Linked DNA regions of Gasterosteus aculeatus: region 2 is linked to region 1. Evidence: chromatin contacts called from public Hi-C data. All regions are on one chromosome and are shown on one strand. Each heading gives the region's core, a stretch centred on a gene start, on an enhancer-like site or on the middle of the called end of the contact. The rest is flanking DNA. Distances are from core to core; before and after follow the strand shown.

Evidence for each region. A called contact is a pair of places that touch in the nucleus more often than the background predicts.
Region 2: a contact with region 1 is called in a Hi-C map of blood and trunk muscle, with 1.9 times the contacts expected there. The contact joins the enhancer-like site here to the promoter of filip1l in region 1. A contact is called at or near these places in 4 of 6 Hi-C or Micro-C datasets (blood and trunk muscle, skeletal muscle, tail fin and 1 more).

The regions. Positions count from the first base shown.
Region 1 is chr1:27,496,108-27,501,734 of fGasAcu3.hap1.1, forward strand. filip1l (filamin A interacting protein 1-like) reads left to right here and starts at 3,787. Exons shown (of 6, transcript XM_040198105.2): 1 at 3,787-4,137. It overlaps LOC120835220, which reads right to left and starts at 2,990. Exons shown (of 8, transcript XM_040204372.2): 1 at 1,048-2,990; 2 at 785-857; 3 at 565-677; 4 at 380-478. The coding sequence starts at 1,203.
Region 2 is chr1:27,530,404-27,536,589 of fGasAcu3.hap1.1, forward strand. The region is part of intron 4 of filip1l (filamin A interacting protein 1-like); the gene reads left to right. Among protein-coding and RNA genes, the nearest start is that of LOC144406161, 17 kb to the left of the region's middle. Within about 2 kb of position 4,153, at least 6 of the 9 cell types and tissues checked have open chromatin away from gene starts, as enhancers often do.

The DNA.
Region 1 (5,627 bases), core at 2,537-5,036:
CTGAGTGAAAGACGACATGTTTATCAGGATGAATGAAGCTGCAGAGTTCTCACACACACACACACACACACACACACACACACACACACCAGATTTTCATTCATGCGATCGTGGACCTTGATGAAAATGATCTTAAAAACGCCTGCGACACACATTTAGTGAATATTTAGAGAAAGTTATGGGTTCTTGTGCCGTCGTATCAGCTACAGAACTACAAGGAATCGTCGAGTGCTTGCTCAACCCTCAATAAGATGTAATCACAAATTGAAAAAAGGTGCATGTGAGCATGCCCCGGGGGCTGCCACGGTTGCTTTATTTAGACATTCACCAAAAAGTTCCCCGTGTGCACAGGATCCTGTTCATGGTCTTAAAAACTCACCTTTTGGAGTTCGGCCTCTGCTTTTTTCTTGGAAGCCGACGCCAACTCCAACGGCATCATTTCCTTTTTTAAAGACCTCTGCACTTCCTCCAGATCTCCCTGAGGACGGGAAAAACACCAAAGCAATCAAAGTGAAGAGTGCAATTGCAGTTCAGCAGCAGCGGCGAGAGAAAGACGGAAATTACCTGCAGTTTCTTGAGAAGTTTCTCTGCTCTGATCTTTTCCATAAACTCCAGGTCCGTTTGTGTCAGCTGATAGCCCTTCATCCCCGTCAGCATGGAGTTTGGCTCTTCTGCTTCTGTTGAGCGACAGGAAAAATCCAACTGCTACTTTAACATTACTGTATTTTAAGTCATTTGAAAGGGAGCAGCATATACTAAAATACTGTATTCATTCACTTGGTACCTGGTTTCGTCCCAAAGGCGTTGAAATCAAACGTTGTGTTTTGGTTGTCGTCATCTTGCCCTCGACCGCCAGCCTGCCGGCGAGGACGAGGGAGCCGATTACAACCAGCAAGACAGAGGATGCGACGGAGACGTGCAGGGAGGACACACACACACACACACACACACACACACACACACACACACACACACACACACACACACACACACACACACACACACACACACACACACACACACACACACACACACACACACACACACCTCCGCACTCTGCTGCAGACCCTCGTTGGAGTCTTCGTTACAGAAATCCAGCTGTTTCTTAACACTCATCAAGGGAGGCGTCCTGGGGAGCTGCTTTCCTGAAGGGATGTAGTTGAACGAAAGACGGCCGTCTCTCAGAGTCTCTTCCTCTGACATGGCCGACGTTTGCTTGGCAAGCAACAAGCTGCGGCGTTCTTCTTCTTTGGTGTTCAGCAGCAGCTCCTCCTCCTCCTCCCTTTGCTCGGAACAGGTGGAGTTGCTGTCTTTCAGAAATCACTGCATCATTGTTTTCACCTGAGGACCAATCGCTCCTTTCGACCAGTAGATGGCGACAGATTCTTTCAGTTGAGCACGTCGTTTTAGAAAGTTTTCCCTTTGCACTTGAGATTTTGTTTATTTATCAGGTCACAAAAAAAAGTGAATAAAATGTTACAAGTAAAAAACTATCCACAGTTGAAAGTGAAAAATTACCCTTCATCTTTTTTTAAATAAACTGCCTCAGTCTAATAGTTCCACTACTAGACTGCCACTATAGTACTTCTGCTCCTATTCTGCACATAACATTAAATAGCATTAAAAGTATGTTAACCCAAATAGTGTACTTACATTTCCAGGTTGTTGTTTTACGTGTGTTTCAATAAACGTTGCAAATACTATAATTTAATTACAATGTGCCATTATAAGTCAGTGACTAACCCCGGCGCGCTAAAACAATATGCTTCTCTCGTTAAATGTCAGCATTTCAAACCCTTTATGGGTCAAACCACCAAAAAAACAAACAAATTACAAACACCTCAAACAGCTTCGACAGAGAACACGCTCAAATACAATCAGGACTTTGACTTGTACTTGAGCACTTTCACATTGTTTAACTGTCCCTTTTACTTATTGGAACAACCATAAAACACAATTAAGATGAAAATCTACGACATGACAGTGACATCAGCACACGACGTAGAGGAGAAGCTCGCGCTCGTCCGTGTTCTCGCTTTGGTCCTGCTGCTCCTGGCAGAAGGACAGACGGACAGGTGTGCAGACGCACAGACAGATGGACCCCCGTCTATCTTTAAACTGAACCGCCGGTCCCACATGTCCCTCCAGGAACTCTAGAGGCGAGTGCTGAGTCGTAAATACCTCTGCCTTTAACCGGCCCGCTGCCATGATGCCGAGGGAGGGGGGGGGGGGCGAGAGGTCGGGGGGCGTTGGGGGTCGCAGTGTGTCTGCGCCTTCACTGAAATCACAATTCAGCTGAAAAGAAGAACTGTTTACATGTCAATTTGTCTTCCATAACATCTAAAATGAGCATTTAGGCGATTTCTCCTAGAAGCGCGTGATATCGCCTCATTTGCAACACAGAGTAACATGAAGCTGATCAGACGAAAAATGATTCTCGTGATGTCAATTTTATACTGATATCTATTTTATCAGTTGCGCTTCTTACTTTCCATGTTTATAAATCACCCATTTTCAATAGATGTTCTAATTGTTTTCATCACATTTTTAACCTGGGCTCGTCCAATGTTATGACTTCTGTTCTGGAAATGAAAATTTGAAAATAATTACACACGTCACACATTTAAAGAAAAGAAACATTATGATACCAATAATTACTGTTTTATTAAAAGTTAACACGCTGGGCGGTTTCGTGGTGATTTCTATTAGTTCCACTTTTCTCCCCGTACTGTCTGAGCTGAAACCCAAAGATGTGCAGCCGGGGTCCAATCCTAGCTTAGCAACCGTAACTAGGCAATTCACAGCTGCTCAGACGGGCAGCGGACAGGTCGTGAGAGGCACCGATGGAGGAGGTGAGTGAGGACAGACACAGGCGTCCACACTCACCGGAGGAATAAGGAGTTTGGTACAGAGAGTTGGCATTGTTCGCATTTTTAACTGCAAGATGTAGGCTTGCAAAGCATAATAATAACAATAATAATATCTTATATAGTATATTCTATCAGCTGAGGGGGTCCAGGAGGAGAGCCAATGACAGCTGAAGGATTCTGGAGTCACATTCACACACTCGTCATTCCTTATTTGGTCACCTTGGTCTGATATTTTTTATTGTCCAAAAAAAACAGAATCCTTTACAAGCAGTTTATTTAAGCTCTGCGTGCCCTCTGGAGCTGAACAATGCCCGTGATTCCACAGTGGCTGTGATGTCGGAAGGGCGCTGCCTGTGACTCATCAGTCTCTGACTGCATCACAAAGTACGGTGAGATGCACGGTACATTTCTCTGGTGCAGCCCCACCCCACAACCAGGAGGAAAGAAAGAGGAGCTCCACAGATGCTACGCACCTCGGGGAGAAGTACTACGTGTGATCGCCTCGGGTGATGTCACTTGAGTCAGCAAGGAACATGGAACTAATCTGGGGCAGTGGGGTCAGAAGTATCTGCTGGATTGTTACTTCAACTGGCTTCACACACCAAAGTATTTTTGCATTGTGGGTAAAGAAGGTGCCATGTTTAATGTTCCAAGTAGCAGTGAAATGCATCCGATGAGTTTCTCCGATATAATTTATTATGTGACACATCATATTGAATGCTAGTAAACTGAACGCATGACGGAGCAGTTTTAGGGGCCATTTTTTCTTTATTTTCCCCACCAACAACTGAAAAAAAAGAGCCCTCACCCCCCCCCCCTCCCCGCTCTGTCCTCAGGGACAGTCACAGACTTGCAAGGGCTCAGGCTGCTGTCAAGTGCCATATGGTACCATCAACGCTCCATGTGCATGCGTCCCAGTGTGTGTCTGTGTGTGTGTGTCGGAGAAGGGGAGCAGCTCAAGGTGTCAGAAGGGAGGGTGGTTTAAATTTAACTGCTACGGAGCTGAAACACACACACGCACACACACACATACACAGCAGGTCCACCGCTCTGTCAGCACACGCTCCTCTCCTTCTCCTCCAGCTCATCAGACCACCTGGATTGTACGAGAGGCCGGCGGGGGACGCAAACGAAATAGAGAGAAACCCGTCGTGGAAGAGAGGCGAGCACTGAGGAAAACGCTCCGTCGGAGGCGGCGGGTTGGAGACGCGGCTGGTGGCACCGCAGAGGCACGACAGCGCGGCGGGCTGAAGCTTCGCTGTGAGAGGTAAGACCGGAGCGTTGCTTTGGGAGGCTGTGCGTGGCCGAGGATGTGTGTGTGTGTGTTTGTGCTCAGACCCCCACAGAGTCCCATGTTCGCTTCCTGAGGCAAACATGCAAAAGGTTGCATCCATGTGCGTTGAAGGTTAGTCATTTTAGAGAATCACATGAAAAACAAATCACTGTGGTTTAGTTTGTGATTATTGCTTTTTTGGGGACTATATGTTATTTTTCTGTTTGTCTTTATGAACAATATCTTACAGTACAGATGCACGGAGATGTTGTGTGGATATACAGAACACTAAGTGAGTGCTAAGTAATCTGCCTTCTGGCAGCTTTTCTGCAAGGTTGTCTCTAATTAGAGAGAGAGGGAGATTAGACACCAGAACAGAGAGACTACAGGAGGCTCTGGGGGGTCACAGGGAATGTCTGTTGATCTTATTTTAATCCAACTGGATTAGATTTGCTGTAATTGTCTTGAATATATTCGGCTAGAAGACAAAAGATCCAAACAAAAGAGTCTATTGGTGTTTTATTTGCACATGGCGCTGTGCCGATGAAAGCACCCTCGCTGAGCAGTTTAAACACGATAGGGACGCGGCCCGCGGCCAATCTGCCCACCACATCAAAGCCGAGGTGACGATTCACCGACCCTCTCCCGGCTGGACGGGTGGAGCGGCTGCAGCCAGGGAACTTCCCAAAGGGCAGCGCGACAGCTTCCACGTGCAGGGAGGGACTGGGTCAAGTTACCAGGCCGGCACTTGTGTCTCAGTTTGGAAAAGCACTCTCAGTAAACTGGGACGCAGGCGTTTTCTCCGCCTTTGCTTGACGTGTTCAATGTGTTCGGCCATGATGTGTCATCGGCAGCCATTCAGGATGACGGTTCCTCAATGCACGAGGAGACACCCCAGCCCGCTCTAGCTTTAAAAGGCTCTGGTTTGGCCTGTGACTGGAAGTGACAGGTTAATCTGTCTAAGTGCGTATCATAGCGGGCGCAGCCTTCTGCTGGTCCTAATCTGCCGTGAGCCAACAACACGGCGGCTGACAAACTGATGGATCAGCAGGTTTAGAGGGAATGGTGCCTGGCCACGGAGGCTCAAATGTGACGTTTGTGGTCGCTAAACATGACCGGGACTCAGTGACTTTCACACCAATATAACCTCCACACATCATTTAGATAAAACCATTCTCAGTGTTGTATTTGTATGCTTTCATGTTCTGCAGCAGAGCACATTGCTGCAGACTCCTTTTGTTTCAGCCTGATTGACAGTTTGAGGGTAGTGGGGCAGAGACACGAATGAAGGCCTCCTGGCACCTTGAGCTCAGCAGCTGCAAGTCGGATTAGAAGATCCGGCTCTGAGGATTCATCAGGTTTGATGCATTAATGGGGAGAACCTGGTGCCGGCGGGTAGAATGTGTGTGTGAACGAGTCAAAGCAAATCTCTTCTCGTTTAACCCGTTAAAAAACGTGAACAAGCCTCATCCTCATGGCCGTAA
Region 2 (6,186 bases), core at 2,903-5,402, 35 kb after region 1:
GAGAAGGGGACGAGGGAAGGAGACATGGAGTTGATTACAAGCCGATGATGTCAGGTAATCGCCCCAGAGCTGTGAGGCGAGACGCGGCATCGTAACACAATCACGGGCGAGAGGGTGAGTGTGTGTCTCAAACTCATCACTGCAGGGCACAAAAAAACAAAAAAAAGGTGAAAATGTGTTGCACACAGATGTGCATTCACCACAGCAGCTCTCACAGAGGGAGGAAATATCAGCCTTCCATCTGGTTTGGTCATTAATGGTTTATCAGATTAATGTTAGATATCACGTACCAGACAGCTCACACGCACGCACATTAATGTGCAAAACCGGAAAAATATCAGCCAGGTGTCTTTTCAGGTGTGCATTCACAATCCAATCAGCTCGTATGCTGCTTAATGTCTCATATCATGTGTTCACTGGTACAACATTAAAGAATACATCATTGTATCTGTGACAACCAGTTGCTGTGAGGACAGGTGAGAAGAAGATTTCACAGTTTGCGTGAAACATCAAATTTCCATCAAAAATACATCGATGTAGTTTTAGCAAATGAAAGGAGGAATGAAACCCTCCGCGCTTAGCGACTACCTAGCAGAACCGCACACGTTGCTGGTGCAAAGCAAACCCAAAACCTCCACATTCTTTTCTGGCGCGTCAGCGCGATAGTCATCCCATAGAGGTTACAAAAAAACATCTCCCCCTCGCCACTATTTGTCATTTGGCAGAGGCTCGTCCCGGCAAACATGTTTGTGTGGCCCGCTCTTGTGTTTTGATCTCCAACATCTGTTTCAAGTATACAGCACTCAGGGCCCGGAATATGTCCATATCCAGGAATAGAATCTAATTTTGGATGACCAAATTGTTTGTTCCAACAACAAACAGTTAGTTGCAGGGAAATGGGAGAGAGTACCAAACTAAAATACATCACTGATTGGAGCTGGTATGGTGGCAAATCACTGTCAAAATTCGAGAGCGCAAATCCGGTTGATGCATGCGCGTAAATCAAACATCCGCGAGAAAATCTCTGTCTCGCGCGAGCAAAATTTCATGGCATATTAAGAGCAATGTGTCCAGCTAGCAGACCGGTCCGTATTTGTAAAATACCGGAAAAAAAGTCAGAATCTGTGAATAGCCAACTTTCAATACGGATCGACTTTTTGAAAAAAAATAATAATTATGAGGTTGTAGTGAATGTGATATACAAGATATGCCCAGGCTCCTCCATAGTTCGGTTAAGTTGGCAAGATATTCAGATTCAGACTGACGGACCGGTCTGATAGCTGGACGCATTGCTCTTAATGTGCCGGTAATGATGGTAAATGATGCTTGTAGCTGGTTTTCATCTACGGTCCACCACGGTTATATAAAGGTGTCGTTTGCTTTTTGCCAACGTTTTATCTCAGAATTTCGACTTTCAATCCAAAGACCAATCAGGTGTAGAGACCATGGTGACTGGCTCCGCCCCCTCACTGTCAAAAAGGAAAAACAGCGAGCGCGTAGAAAACACCTTCGAGCGCGAGCAGAGACTCTCCTCGCGAGCGAGAAAGTTCACATTTCGCGAGGGAGCAAATATCTCACACGTGACAAACTTTTGCTCGCGCGAGATGGAGATTTGGTCACGTGAGACAGAGATTTGCTCGCGCGAGACAGAGATTTGCTCGCGGATGTTTGATTTACGCGCGCCCATCAACCTGATTTGCGCTCTCAAATTTTGACAGTGATTTGCCGCCATAAGCTGGAGCTCGATTATTGGCCTGAGTGACACTGAAGGATTGTTTTTTAACTTGCACGAAATCAATCCTGCTTGAACTGAGTGTGCTCCTCGGCTCCCCGGTTCCCATGGCCTAGTGTTAAGTACTGAAATGTTGCTTTAAAAGGTGCTTCGGGGAAAAGCCTCTCTGAGCCAGCGAGCTGTCATACTGTCAACTGGACACAGGAAGCGATTTCTTTGAGGAGCGAGAGGCTGGTTTCTGGTCGAAACTCCTCCAACCTCTGATCCCCTCGGTCCCCGACCGTCAAACGACACAAGCGACAACCACCATGCGGTGCTTTGAGGAAACTCCTCCTCATCGTGGTGGTCGGGGGATTGGAGGCCAAGGTCTCCAGACTTGCAGAACTCTCCAAGGCCAATTTGTTTGCTCAGGCAACATGGCGAGTTCCCGACCAAACAGAAATACTCCCGTTGCTTCCGTTGGCGCTGCGTGCGCGAGGCGGCCGTCCAAACACATCCTCATTCATTACCATCCAACAGCAGCCTCTTCCAATTGGTTAAAAGCGCTGTGAAGTTTTTACATAAGTCGTCGGGGCCACATGTTTTCAGTTTGCCTCTTTTTAGGAATTCGGCCCCGGCTGTGACTCACGAAAGCTGCTCCGTGTGCCACTAAACAACGTCCACAGGGGCATTTGTTGGGTTTGTCGACATCTGGAAAGCAACTAATACAGTTTAGGTACGAGTACACTTTGCTGGAAGTAAATGTACGGACTTAAGTTGTCCAGAGGTTCGTGGGGATGATGGAGAGGTGCCTGTGGACTCCAGGCTGAACAAACCCGTCTGGTTTCCTATCATTACTTCTGATGTCTAATTACATCCTTTAGAGCTGGAAATGAATGACAGCCCAGAGGGGCCGACCGTGGTCTTGTAATTGTGCATCGTAGCTTCTGGCAGAACTTTAAGTTGCGATATGAAGCGCGACTCAAGTGCGTGTTTGTATTTTTACATAATGGCGTTAAAATGAATCCAGAGTGGCAAAGCTCATAACATTGAGCAACAGTGACCTCAGCCTTTGTGCAGCCATGACATATTTCAATTGGTAGGCAGGAGACAGGAAGAGTCTTGCCCTTGTTATTGGCTGGCCCGCCTGGGATCAGTTAGCGGCAACACACGGGCCGAGAGCGCACAGCCACAGGGCACGCCGTGCGTTCTACAGACTGATGCGTGGGACTCATTTGCTGTCTTATTGCACCTCACGCATTGCCGCCCGTTCACCAAACATCAGGTCCTGCTGCTGCCCGTCGTTGGTCAGGAAGTCGCTACTTGAGTTGCCTGAATGTTTTCTGCACCACACAGCGTCACCGGCCTCACGGTGTGAATGAGCACGGCACATTTTTGTGAGAACAAATAGAAACACTGATAACTGAGCCATAACCTTTGTGCAAAATCCCTTTAAAATGTGCTGCCCTCGTATGACAATGGATGACGCAGCATCTTAAGACTTTTAAAAAAGATGGATTTAATCATCAGGCATAGCCTGAGACATGTGCGAGTTAGGTGAGAGTGATCTGATAATGAAAGTAAAGACTGAGGCATTGTGAGCGGAACAATGCGCCGCTGATAAAGAGCAATGTGTGTTGGCTTAGTTCACAATTACACTGCTGCATGAAAATCCATTATTCTATTTGCAGAGCCATTAGCTTAAAGCCTCGTTTACACCCACAGGTAGGAACAACCCAACCCTGCTCAGATGTTCTCACAATGTTGGTAGCAGAGAGGAACTCTGTATTAGAGGTGGAAAGTAACATGCAAGTACATGCAATCGAGGACTGCGCATTAGGGATATCATTTTAGGGGTGTTTTGCCTTTATTTTAACTACATTTTAGAGAGAAACGAGTACTTTTATACACTTGCATTTGTATGCCAGAAAAACAAGATATGAGTGTGACCTTTAAAGCTGTTATTTTAGTATTTACTTTTAAATATAACCAGGCTAGCAGGTTCCCTTTGTCGCCTTTCTTTATGCTAAGCTAAATGTGAATACACATGTCACACGTCAAAGACACGTCTTGCATGTCTTGTCTTGTTCAACAGCTCTGGTTTCAATTACAAATCCCCTTGCAAGACTTCTTATTAACTATGAAAGCCAATTCTTTTTTTGCTTCCTCTTTGGTGGAATAAAAGACTTTGACGAGAGGCAGAAGGAAATACTGTAACTCAGTCTCTGCGTCTCTCGTCTCCCACTGCCCTGCCGCCTGAGCAGATATTTCACACATGAGCCACCGTTCCCTCTCCTCCGCTACATCCTTAAGATAAACAATCGCTTCGGGACACTCCCTAAAAAACACCCAGAAGTACACAGGCACAGGTACACACCACGCGAGCAAGCGCAACCCCTTCATGCGAGCCTCTGCGATGCGAAGCTCCATATAAGGGCATGCTGATGATGTAATGGTCCATAGGCAGGGAGCACATCCCTCATTGTTTGGTCTGAGGAATGCCCACATTACGAGCGCTGGGCGCGTGAGACACACACACGGAGGAAGAGTCGAGGGTCGCTGTTGTACGGGAAGATAATGAGCTCGCAGCGGTGAAGAGGGGAAAGCTTTCGGCACAGGTAGGCTTTAAAACTAAACTCTCAACTCCACTTTAAAAAGTACTTCTTTTGATTGGATTGGAGACGCACAGACGCACATGTTCGGCGCAGCATTGTTTCACGCTGCTGTTGTGTGTACTTTGTTCTACTAAGTTTCATACAGTGTGTTTTTAACAGCACTTTTGGCTTACAATTTGTTGTGTAGTTTACGTAAGTTTATTCTCAAACCTTTATCTTTAAATCGACCAGCCAAAGAAGTTTTACACACTTAATGGAATGTTTTTTAAGTCAGCAAAGCGCCAGTAACTCAAAGTATTTACCAAAATCAAGGAAGCTTAAAGTATTTTTAAAACAACATTTTGAAGCACATTTGGGAGTAACTATTCTGACATGAAGTAGATATTCGCTATTTGTACAGTAATTAATCTCACACTTATCGGTAAGAGCGTGTCACATTTTTTCACAACGTTTTTCATACTGACAACTTAGTTTGCACATGAGATACAAAAGTGCAAAGATCATGTGGGAGAGTAAAGTAAAAACACGGTATACCAGGAACAGTACGGGAGACACTACACTAAACATTCTGATCGTACTATATTTAATATCTGGCGTTATGGACTGTCCATTGTTTTTTAGAACGGCACCAAACGGGCATTACAGGTATTTTAAGGTATCGATTACTTTCAGGGGCTTTAATAATTTATAATAAGACAAAATCTTATCTGCTTAACAGTAACAACGTATATTCAGTAAATACTAGTACTAATAAGAATTTAATTAAAAGTCACTTCAAGAACTTGAGTTTAGGGGAAAGAATCATCTATGGTTTTAAAAGAGGATTCCATGTCTTTTACATCAAAGTATTACAAAAGTAAAAAGTATTTGGATTAAAATAAAGTACTGACTTTGCCCCTTCATTTTCCAGCTAGTAATTGTGGGCCACATTTAGTATATAAAGACCCATATATGAATGTATATATATATATATATAATTTTTATATATATCTATATATTTCGTCCATTTTTTCAGGTTAAACGTGTGGGTAACTTTAACTTAGCTAATGATTAGTTTATTCACATGTTTGTATTACTAAAAAGTAGGATATTTTCCTGTGAGATGTAGTGGAGTTGAATTATGAAGCAGCAGAACATGGAAACACTTCAGTAAAGTACGAGTACCTCACAATTGCACAGCACTAAATGTAATTGGTTACTAGCAAACAGCTCCATAATGTTAATGCACAAACACTGTGTCATCTTACTCATTAATAAACGACGGTTTCAGACTCACATCTCGCCACCCTTTGGGAGCGTGACTGTCCCTTAGCCAGATTACCGCCACTATCAGGAAGTTCATAAAAATCAGACTTACATATTTGACACATGTTGATTGCACTCTGGGGGCAAATCACTTAGCCTGTGTGGACTTTACGTACGGTGCACACACTGCATCAATCAGCGCCCGCCCTCCAAACTCCGTCCCACATGTGGGCTTTCCGCCCTCCGTCCACATGTTGAAGCGGAGGTGGCCATGTGTGGATGCGCGGGATATATCGGCCTGTACGTACATGACCTAATCACTTGTGGTTAGGAAATGACATATGGAACGTGTAACACGGTTTTAAGAGGCGGGTGAGCCACAGTTTCCAGCTCAGGGAGCCACGTGACGAGAGGGAAGCCCTCTGTGAAGCTGTGGCTATTTGGGTCTTCCAGACTGTTCCCAAATGGATGTTTATTTTTCTTTCTTTTAACGTCAGTAATGTTAGCAGGCAAACACACGTTTGCAACAAGGAATCAACCCTGTAAAGTTAAGAGATCTCACTTTGGGCCTCTAACTCACCCCGGAAATCTGTGCAACCCTCATTTCGACGACAC